2 separate regions of the Mus musculus genome follow, and region 1 is linked to region 2. A link is a contact called in public Hi-C data. All regions are on one chromosome and are shown on one strand. Each heading gives the region's core, a stretch centred on a gene start, on an enhancer-like site or on the middle of the called end of the contact. The rest is flanking DNA. Distances are from core to core; before and after follow the strand shown. Region 1 overlaps Fggy (FGGY carbohydrate kinase domain containing). Region 2 overlaps Fggy (FGGY carbohydrate kinase domain containing).

Evidence for each region. Hi-C and Micro-C count contacts between places; a contact is called where the count stands out from the background.
Region 1: a Hi-C map of uterus shows a contact between it and region 2, with 2.3 times the contacts expected there. The contact joins two enhancer-like sites. A contact is called at or near these places in 1 of 15 datasets of contacts at CTCF or cohesin (CD8 T cells), 4 of 484 Hi-C or Micro-C datasets (bone marrow-derived macrophages, nephron progenitors and uterus) and 1 of 115 datasets of contacts at active chromatin or transcription factors (embryonic stem cells).

What each region holds. Positions count from the first base shown.
Region 1 is chr4:95,785,201-95,790,299 of GRCm38.p6, reverse strand. All of the region lies in intron 8 of Fggy (FGGY carbohydrate kinase domain containing), which reads right to left. Among named protein-coding and RNA genes, the nearest start is that of Hook1, 180 kb to the left of the region's middle. Within about 2 kb of position 1,254, at least 10 of the 459 cell types and tissues checked have an H3K27ac peak or open chromatin away from gene starts, as enhancers often do. A contact at or near this core is called in uterus, where this site is marked.
Region 2 is chr4:95,682,064-95,687,103 of GRCm38.p6, reverse strand. All of the region lies in intron 5 of Fggy (FGGY carbohydrate kinase domain containing), which reads right to left. Among named protein-coding and RNA genes, the nearest start is that of Fggy, 130 kb to the right of the region's middle. Within about 2 kb of position 2,168, at least 93 of the 459 cell types and tissues checked have an H3K27ac peak or open chromatin away from gene starts, as enhancers often do. A contact at or near this core is called in uterus, where this site is marked.

The DNA.
Region 1 (5,099 bases), core at 5-2,504, 100 kb before region 2:
CATATCCTCTCAAACAAGTCACTGTGTTCCAGGTATGGCTAAGAGGACATTCATGCAAATCTAGACAAGAAGAAATCTGCTCTGTAGAACTCTTCTTCCAGTTTTGGCTTAACATAAAAAGGTAAGTTTAAAATGGCTAGGCAAAGAGCACTAAAAGCTATCTAGATGTGGTACCTCCCTTTGTGACTTTATAAACGTTTGTTTATAAATAAACAAAAGTGTTTGTCAAGCCCAGCTGAGATGCCAGGGCAAGGCTCACCGTATACATCTTTAAAAGGAGACTGATGAATGGCGAGACAGCATGAAGTCAAGAGGAAATGGCAGGTATAGAGAAGACAGGATGAAATGCCCTATTCCTTGCGTACCCAGGGACATCACAAATGTGACAGATGTACAGAAGTGATCCCAGCCCTCCTTCCTGTCAGCAGTACCGTAGGCCCCTGAGTCTACCATGCATCAGTCCTGGGAGACCTGAAATTGCTAGAAGGAACAAGTCTCCATCTCCAGGTGCCCAGTTTCACATTTTTTGCCCCTAGCCTTAAGATCCGGGTAAGCCTGAGTCCATTATACTCAGTTTTGATGAAAAAGGAAAAAAAAAAAAAAAAGAATAGGTTCAGAGCATTAACTCTTAAGTTCTAACTTAATGTGTGTTACAACTAAGACCAAACCAGGATTTAACCAAATCTGACTCTACGACATTCTCTTTCGAAACAACTTGATTTAAAAAAAAAAGTTGCAAAAAATAGAGTCAGAGACTCTTTCAGCTCAGCTCTTGTGGGCCATGAATAGATATGCAGCCTGTCCATTTAATAAAGTTGTGGACTATCCTATGTAAGGAAATGTGGGGCAGGGGCATAATCAAACAATTCCTGTTACACCCTCCCTCTTTTCTACAGGCAACAGCAGTGCTGTGAGGTTAAGTTGAAAGAAAAACTGTTTTACATTTAAATAAGATCATAGGAAAGAGAGGTGGTTTGTAACACCGAAGCAGTAATACAGAGACTCAAAGGAGAAAGGATATTGAGGAAAAGTTAATTTGGGGGTGCTTAACCCCTGTCTGTGTGCAAAAAAAAAAATCTCTACTAATATATAAGGTATGCAAACACTGTAGGACAATCAGAAACAAATGAAATGCTGGCTTCAGAGTAACAGGATTCAGCTGTGGGCAATGGCCAGGAGGCAGCTTTTGTTATGAATAGATCATCTGGATGGGAAGCAGGCCTGATTCCAGCCCTTGGAGTAGATCTTTTGGGGTATGAGAAAGTACTTGGGCCCATCTGGACTTCCTTAGGAGAAAAGAGAAGGGACGAAAACAACTGTCAGTAAAATATATGGCATGATACAGCACAGCTCTCTGAGGGTGGCTTAAATGGAAACTGCACGCTATTAATTTGTATTCAGTTTGCAAACCAAAGAGAATGATAATTGCCCTTATTTTTTAAATAAAAAAAAAAGGCGAACAAAGGCACACAGTGGGCGTGGAGGGGGGTGACTATTTGCCAAGAAGTTACTACAGTTGAATGCGTTTGTACTGGTAATCTCTGTGGTCTTGGAATTTCCTAGTTTACTGACAAGAAACCATGTCTCTTGGAGGTCAATGCCTTTCCATGGCTGCATGGATGTTATGTGGCAGGATGCAGATCTGATCTGGACCTTCACGTCTTTCTGTTGTAAGGGGTCACCTCTGAGCAATTCAGCAACTATGGAGTCAAAGCACATCTGGGGGCTCCAGGGAAGCAGCCATTCACCTCCTAGATTTTTACCATTTCCAGGGAAGTAGGTTTCTAGGGAAGGGCTATGGACTGCATGGGTAAGGCTCTGTCAGAAAAACTCTATGACTGAGTTAAGTTCACTTCAGGAGTCCCTAGATTTTCCCTCTCTCTACACTCACTAGGTGGTAAGATAAGGAACTGGCCTGGCTTTCAGACTTGTCAATTCCAGAGAACCCATGATCTCTGCATGTGATATAGTCTGGCTTGCCACTGGTCTGGCAAACTGAGAACCTGGCTCTCACTTTAGGGACAGACAAATAGCTCTTGAGTAGGAGCTATTTTCTTCTTTCTTACTTGACTCATAGGATGGTAAAGTAGCAAAGTATTGAGTCCTGGCAGGACAGAACGGCCTTCCGTGTGCAGAACTCGGGATGGGAAGCTGGACACTGAGGCTATACCCTTAGCCATAGTACAGAAGAGGACCGTCTTGTTCACCTATGAATAACAGGTCTGTGTAGCAAGTGATTAGCCTGGTCCCTGTCTGGCTCCCCTCTTGAAAAGACAGACAGGAAAATTTTCCTGCCAGGATGTTGAAAAAAATCTATAGGCAGGTTAGAATAGAAAGCAACTCTGGGCTGTCCTTTTTCATCTCTTCAGGCTTCAAGACAGTCTTGCCTTGCCATGTGCTGAGTCTATGACTCCCTGTACTCTTTATTATGTTACTAGGGAATATTTAATCCACATTTCTGTCTGAGTTCAAAGTACAGACAAGTCTCGTTAATCCTTGTAAGATGCAAAGATGTCTCCATGAGGGAGGGAGCAGCTGAAAATGGAAGTAGGCTTGGGTGGAAAAAAACCTGAGTCTCATTTCTTATGCTGAACCACGAAGACTGCTCAGTTTTCAATTTGTGTCTCTAATGGGTTGATGTAAGAAGATAACTGATGTTTACACTCAAGGCATTTGTATTAATTGATGCTCCCTCCTCACCCCAGGAGACTTTACATAACAGCTGCCTCCTAGGGTTTCAGGGCCATTAACTGAGATCTTAGATGCAAAGCAACTGTCTTGGTTTCTGAAAGATCAGAACAGTTGCCTGATAAGAGGCAGGGAAGTACCAAAAGAACTACTCAGAGAGGTTGAAAATCAATTCTATCTAGAACAGGGGCCCTCTGTAAGTATTCCACTGAGTACCTGAGTACCTTTTAGACTTGGGGGAGAGAGGTGAAAACCATCCTGGCTTTGGCTAACTTCTCAGGAGTTGTGATGTCTGATAGTCAATCCCAAAATGGCAATACATTGTCGTGAGAACCTCAGCAGAGGTCTAAGTTCTTAGGACAAAGCTGCATAAGACACCATGTTCTGGCTGCAATACAAGCAAAATATAAGAAAACTCACTATGGAGTCACCAGACTCTCAGTGTCTGGGTCATCATCAATGAAGCAGAAGATGTGTAAAATCATGTCATTCCTAAGAACAAAGGAATAGGCAGGCAGAGGGAAGGATCTGAAGGCTCTGGAATAGTACTGAACGAGTGTGAGTTTTATTGATTGATTGAATGGAGAAATAATCACTATTCTCATTTTGGCTACTTTATAGCCAGTTGTCTACAGGATTGGAGCTGATGGTTCATCTGAGTCTGTTGATGGCATGTCCATTGGCTCTGCTGCCTGACAGTTTGGGAGGTCACGGGCTATGTAAGTGCAGCTTACAGAGCTCCTTCTTGGCCAGCTGCAGCTTCTGAGCAGCTGCACAGTGTGGCACTGTGTGTCCTCTCTCCTCTTGCTGAGAAATCCATAGACACTTTCCAGGACTCCCCTTCAGAAATGCCCTATCCCATCCCTCCTCCCCCTGCCTTTATGAGGGTCCTTCCCCAATCACCTATCCACTCATCTTCCCTCCATGGCATTCCCCTACACTGGGCCATCCAATACCCTCAGGCCCAAGAGCCTCTCCTCCCACTGATGTCCAACAAGGCCATCCTCTGCCACATATGTAGCTGGAGCCATGGGTCCCTCCATGTGTACTCTTTGGTTGGTGTTCCAGTCCCCGAGAACTCCAGGGAGTCTGGCCAGTTGACACTGTTGCTCCCTCCATGGGGCTGCAAGTCCTCTCAGCTTCTTCAGTCCCTTCTCCAACTCTTCAATTAGGGACCCTGCGCTCAGTCCAATGGTTGGCTGTATTCGGCCTCTGTATTTATCAGGCTCTAGCAGAGCCTCTCAGGAGATGGCCTTATCAGGCTTCCCAGAAAGCACTCTGGGCATCCACAATAGGGTCTGGGTTTGGTGGCTTTACATGGGATCCCCAGGTGAGGCAGTCTCTGCTCTGAAGCAAGTGTTAATGAGAAGTTTCAATTTGCCAGACATGGGTGCTGGGTCCTCTAGAAAAGAGCAAGTGCTCTTAACTTGAGGCATCTACCCAGCTTCTTCCCCATCATCCCTTGCCTCTTCATGGATTGAATGTACCGCATCTGCTGGTTTGACATTGGCTTTTAATGTATCCATCCAACTCAAGCACAAAGCCAATTCTTAAATGGCTAATCTTAGACACTTAAAAGGGGAAGGAGCCATGGCCAGTGCTTTAAACCTGCTAGTGCCCAGATTCAGTTTTCATCTGGCCAAACATTTCATCTCTCACCTTACTAAAAAAAAATCTCATCTTGGGGATGTCATCTTCTTGGGATAGCTGTGCTTTACCAAGTAGTCTCTCTGCTCTGGAAATCTTGGTGAAAGTGACCATGAAGAACACCAGTCTGACTACCACCCTGGAGGAGGGCTATGTGTATGTACCCAACACTAAGGAAGGTCTTTCACTGTGGAACTGTCCTACTTGAAATGCATCACCACTGAACCTCCACACAGCCTCATAGTGCTCATTTGTGTCTATGATTCAGCCATTTCAAAACAGCTCTTGAGTCCCCTCCAAAAAGAAGGTGAGTAACTTTTCTTAGAAGAAAAGGTGGACAATCTATAAAGTAAAACGAAACACTCAAGTTCAGAAATAACGGCTCCCTTTTATTTATTGGGCTACTATGGTTTCTGATGCCCCAATATTGAAAAAAAAACAATGTATATGGTATGATTGAGGTCAGCAACTTGCTTACAATTCACCAAAACCATCACTCAGTAATCTTTTATAGACTCTTTCCCCAGACAGTGCCTCATTCATTTAGTTTTAAGTGTTAGTCTGGTCAGAAGAAAGCTGCTGCAGTTATAGTTACATAGAACTACAAAGAACATGATAATAGCCTTGCCCTCAGTGGTAATAAATGGATAGTATAGGATCCTTACATTGGAGAGCAGGCCCCTCCATAGCCCACCCAGACCTTCCTACCTCCTTACATTGACCTAAGACTAGCTCCCGAACATCACAGATACAAGCATGAATTA
Region 2 (5,040 bases), core at 919-3,418:
AAATTAACAACCTAATCAGAAACCTTGGAAAATCATGAAAAACTGAAAGATTAGAATGAGGTTGAGAAGAAAACTCAGTGAGTCAATGTGAAAACATGATGAGCAAAAGAGAGGAAGCAGAGATGAAAGCTAAAAGTAACAAATGTCATAGAAGGAAACGGGAGCTATTACCACAGAGAAGGCAAACATTGACAGAAAAAGAAAGCCAAAGGATAACATGAGCAAGACTATGCAGTTGTGGAAACTTAGACGAAAGTACAATTTCACAGAAAAACAAAATTTACCAGAACAACACTAGAAACCTTTAGTGGGGCTATTAGTACTAGAGCAACTGAGTAAATAGTTTAAGCCAACCTTCCAATAATATTTTAGAAGTCCCTGTGGTTGTACCAGAAAGTCTAACATTCACTGAACTGGCCCCTCTGAAGTACTCTGGACTCCAGAATAGCTCCTTACTTTATTGCTAAAGCTAAGATAAGATGTAACAAAATTCAAACAACAGCACTACAGCAAATAGAAAACATAGGCTGTGCTCACAAACGTCGACATGACATGCAATGAATTCAATTTTTTACGTGCAAAAAAATACATATGAGCAACATTCAAGGATGCTTGAGTGACAGAAGACATATGAGTGTGTTACCACATTATTTTATTAAAGGGAAGAAAAATGATCTCTACATATTGCAGACCGTTCAATATTACTTCAAGACAAAAATTCACAAGGAAGTAAGAGAGAACAAGAATGGAAGCACAGAGGCTGAGTTTCACTCCCAGAGGGTCTGAGAGGGACAGGCATCCTTACTGTCTACAGGGAGATATAGCTGGACCACACAGCAGGAAGATGGTTAAGGGTAAAAGCATCCTGAAAGAGAATAAGTAAGGATCTATGGCATTGCAAGTCAGCCCTCGGCTCCTTCTCAACCCAGATCCCAGAGCTCTGGCTGCCAGGGTATAAGGACTGAAGATTAGTTTTGTGGGGATCTCATCAAAGCAAAGCAAACAACAAAACAACATATCCTATGCACATAGACAAATAAACCAAAATAGTAACAACATAAGGTTAATCCAGATTGGAAAGTTCACAGGTTCCAGGGTTGAACTACCACTATCCTTGTATACTATCTACATGGCTATCAAATTTCCCTCTAAATTCATTTCTGTCTATCCATCGATTAGTGCAGCCCTCAGCCCTTACCAGGGAAACTTCTTTGGGCAGTGGATCGTGGTAGATGGTGCAGAAACTCACTTCTGGCCAAAGTATAAAAGAGGAAGTGTCAATGGAGTATCCATCTACAAATGAGACAAGAGAGGGAGGAAGAGAGTGAGGGGAAAGGTAGGGAAGAAAGGGGAGAGAAAAAAGAGGGGGAAGGGAGGGAAAGAGAGACAGTGGGGGTAGCTTGAAGCATGGGAAGACTACATTGAAAAGGGCCTCTGCATATGCAGGGACCACAGTGCTCCTGAGCTCATGCCATGGGTGCTGCCTGCCCAAGATCAAGCCAGTCAATATTCTAGGACAGAGAGTGAAGGGCTTCTAAGCCCAACACCTAAGGATATGGGGGCAACACATTATGAGTTATATTTTCTAAACAAAGTTGGGGTGGATAGGGAGGCAGAAGAAGATCGGAGAGGAGTTAGGGAGAGGGATTGGGGGTGAATAGGATCAATACATTGTATGAAATTCTCAAAGACTTAATAAAAAAATCATATTATTTTAAAGTAAGGCTAATTGAAAGGAGCCTTGTTAGTGCAGTAGGTAGTGCGCCAGTCTCATAGAGGTAAAGATAACTGAGAAAGCAGAAAGGAGAGCCCAGCCAGTTTAGTCTAGTTGGAGGGGTCAAATGAAGGAATCGGAGCAAAGCTTAATAGCGGGCACCTGCTGTGTTTTCCTAGACAGGTAGAGAGTGAGGAAAAAAAAAAAAAGACCAAACACACTTGTAGTTCTTGAAGAACCTGAAGCAGCTTCAGCAAAAAGAAGGGGGCAGGGGGTGCTTCTTGCTCTCCAGATACACTCAGAGCAAAGCAACCTCAGAAGAATAAGCCAGCCCAGTTCCAGGGGCCTGGTCTTTCTCCGGAATTTCTCCAGCAAGACTATGAAAAGAAAGCCAGCCACAGTGCTGCATAATTTATGCACAGTTCACTGCACTGACAGGGCCAGGCCCCACTCTCAAGGGAAACCTTTTGTTCTCTGCTTGGGGAATGTAGAACCTGGAGAGTCTCAATTGAGCAAGCCAGTGAACAACAGAATAATTAGAGGTAAGGATGGGGATAAATTACCAAGATATTCCTGGCTGCAGCCTCTGGTACTTCACAGGCCTGTGATGGGTCTGTGTTGTTCAAGGCATACAAAAGACTGAATTAGCAGCATTGAAGATATTGCTCTAGGGGAGATATAATGACTGGGGCTGGACCACTAATGACATCAGCAAAGAGACAAGAGGGGCTTCTTTGGGAAGAAATAGCACTGCACCGACTGCGGCTGCTTGTGTTAGGGAGCTTTCAGGATGCACGCTTGTTACTACTGGCTCTGCACTTCATCAACACTTGCTGACAGGTTCCTGACAGAGCAAAATAATATAAGCACAGGGCAATATTGAGTTGCCTTTTCAGTTAGACTTGCTGGTAACAGTTCAAATGTGGTCATGACTACATAAAAAAGCTGAGGTAGTTTTCCCATGCTCTCAGAGAAAGACATCTCACTGTCAAAAACAAAAGATCAGAAGTTATTACCGAATAGTCCAAAATCTGGATGAAATCCTCTCAGTTTATGGATTTGGATTTGCCATAAAATAAAACAAAACAAAACAAAAATGATGCTAATGTGGGGTAATATGAAACACAGGGGACAGGCTGAGAAGGGTGGAATCCCTATGCAAGGCACTGTGCAGAGTCTGGTTGTGGAGGCTACTAAACCTCACAAGAACCTTAAGAAGATATTGTACTGTAGCCCCATGTGACAGGAAAGGACACAGAGGCTCAGCAAGGTGGGACAGGTCACTTGAATTAATTAGGAAAGAGTAAGGCAGACCCTGAAACCTTGTTCTAATCAAATAAAGTCTTTTTGAGAACCAGAAAGATGCATCAGTGGGTAAAGGGACTTGCTGCCAAGCCTGACAACCCAAATTCCATTTCTGGAATCCACAAGGTAAAAGAGAGAGCCCATTCTATGGCTTATTCTCTGATCCATATGCATACCATGGCACATATGTGCCTGAACACACACACACACACACACACACACACACACACACACACGACACATATGCTATCAAGTTGACTCTTGTTAATTGGATGTTCACTCAGGATCATCAAGGAAAATTACTTCATAAGACACTACAAAAGCAAAACCTGACATGGAAAAGAGAAGAGTAATTTTGATGTTCTGTTTGTTTTTCCATTGCTTACCTCCTTTGTGTCTTCTTTTGTCTGTATGCATCTGTGCATGTAAAACACATAGTGGGGATTGAGCCCTCCTCCTAGAATGTCCCAATCTACTGCTTTACCCCTTCTATTCTTCTTAACAAAAAGAAAATAAGATGTCTCAGTTCACTGAGACATTTTTTACAGAGAAGCATTCGGGTAAAACTTAAGGTATTCAGGAAGGAGAAACACACTATAGCCATGGATAACAATGAGACGCTCCCTGGAGGGGAAATTGGCTCTCCCACTTTTCAGGATGCCATTACTTTCAGGGACTCTTTGAAAATTCTATACCAGTGCTCTGAAGTGTGGCTTAATGTCTTCTGAGCATTTTTTGTTTCTCTCAACCTTCATGCTTAAGAATACCTAACTGTCTTCCTTAAACCCAACTTTGTTTCAGTTAAATAAAAAAGGAAACGAATATTTATTTTCAGAGTTTAGTTATAAAGGCAATGTATTAAGATTTAAGAATAAACAGTAAAAAGCAACCATGGAAAGGCAAATGGCTTCAAGGACACTCAGAGCAATCTGGCATTAAAAAATGCCGAAAGGTGGCTGGAGAGATGGAATAGCAGTTAACAGCACTCACTGTTCTTCCAGAGGATCCAGGGTTGGTTCCTGGGAGAAGAGGGAGGTGGTGTGGGTTAAGGTGAGGCCGGTGATCCATATGTGCAAAAGTTAGAAGCAAAACAACACAATACATACAACCCACATCTCAAGGTGTAAAACCTCCCTGCTGAGTTCTTCACACGTAGAGAAGATACTGGTTTCCTCCTTCCTCCTCTCTCCCCTGCCTATAATAAATACCTATGCATATCTTTTAAGCACTTTTATACACCAAATAGGTAGATGCCATCATTTGTCTTAATACTTTTTCTGTTGCTATGATAAATTCTTTGACAAAAGTAACTAAAAGATGAAAGGGCTTATTTTGGCTCACAGTTCAAGGAAAAGTTCATCCGCAAGCAGGAACTTGAGGCAGCAGAGAACTCTGAGCTCTGGCATTTAGCTTTGTCCTTTCTATGGAATCTGGGATCAAAGATCAGGATATGGTGCCATACGTTTTTAGGGTGTGCCTTCTCCTATGGAGGAGACTAGTCCAGTCCCACACAGGCACAGGTGAGGCCAACGACTAACCTAATCTAGACAATCCCTCATGGGGTTCCCAGATATCGCCTTAGAGGTAGTCCTAGATCTTGTCAACTTGATCATCAATATTAATACTCGCATGCTTTGTTGATCTCTGAGAGGCCAGCAGAAGAGAGAAATCTGCAAGTGACTCAATCACAGATCTAACAAATACTGCGCTGGGTAAGTACAATGAAAGCAATGTGTAGGCTGTGTGAACATAGCCTCAGAGCGTGTGGAGAGGTAAGAGTCTCTCTCTCTCTCTACCCTAGACCTCTTCAGGAAGGAGCAGACCTACAAGGTCAAGGATTTCCACTGAAGGCTCATGGCTGTGCTCAGTAATGGAAGCCATTCTTGAAACCTCCAGCTGTGCTCCATAGGTTTGCCATGTTTTTAGATCCTCTCCTGCAGGAACTGAAGTTCACAGCTCAGTAACCGAGGCTTGCAATGGCTTCCTGAATCAGAAGCTGCCTGCAGTGACCATCTAGAGAT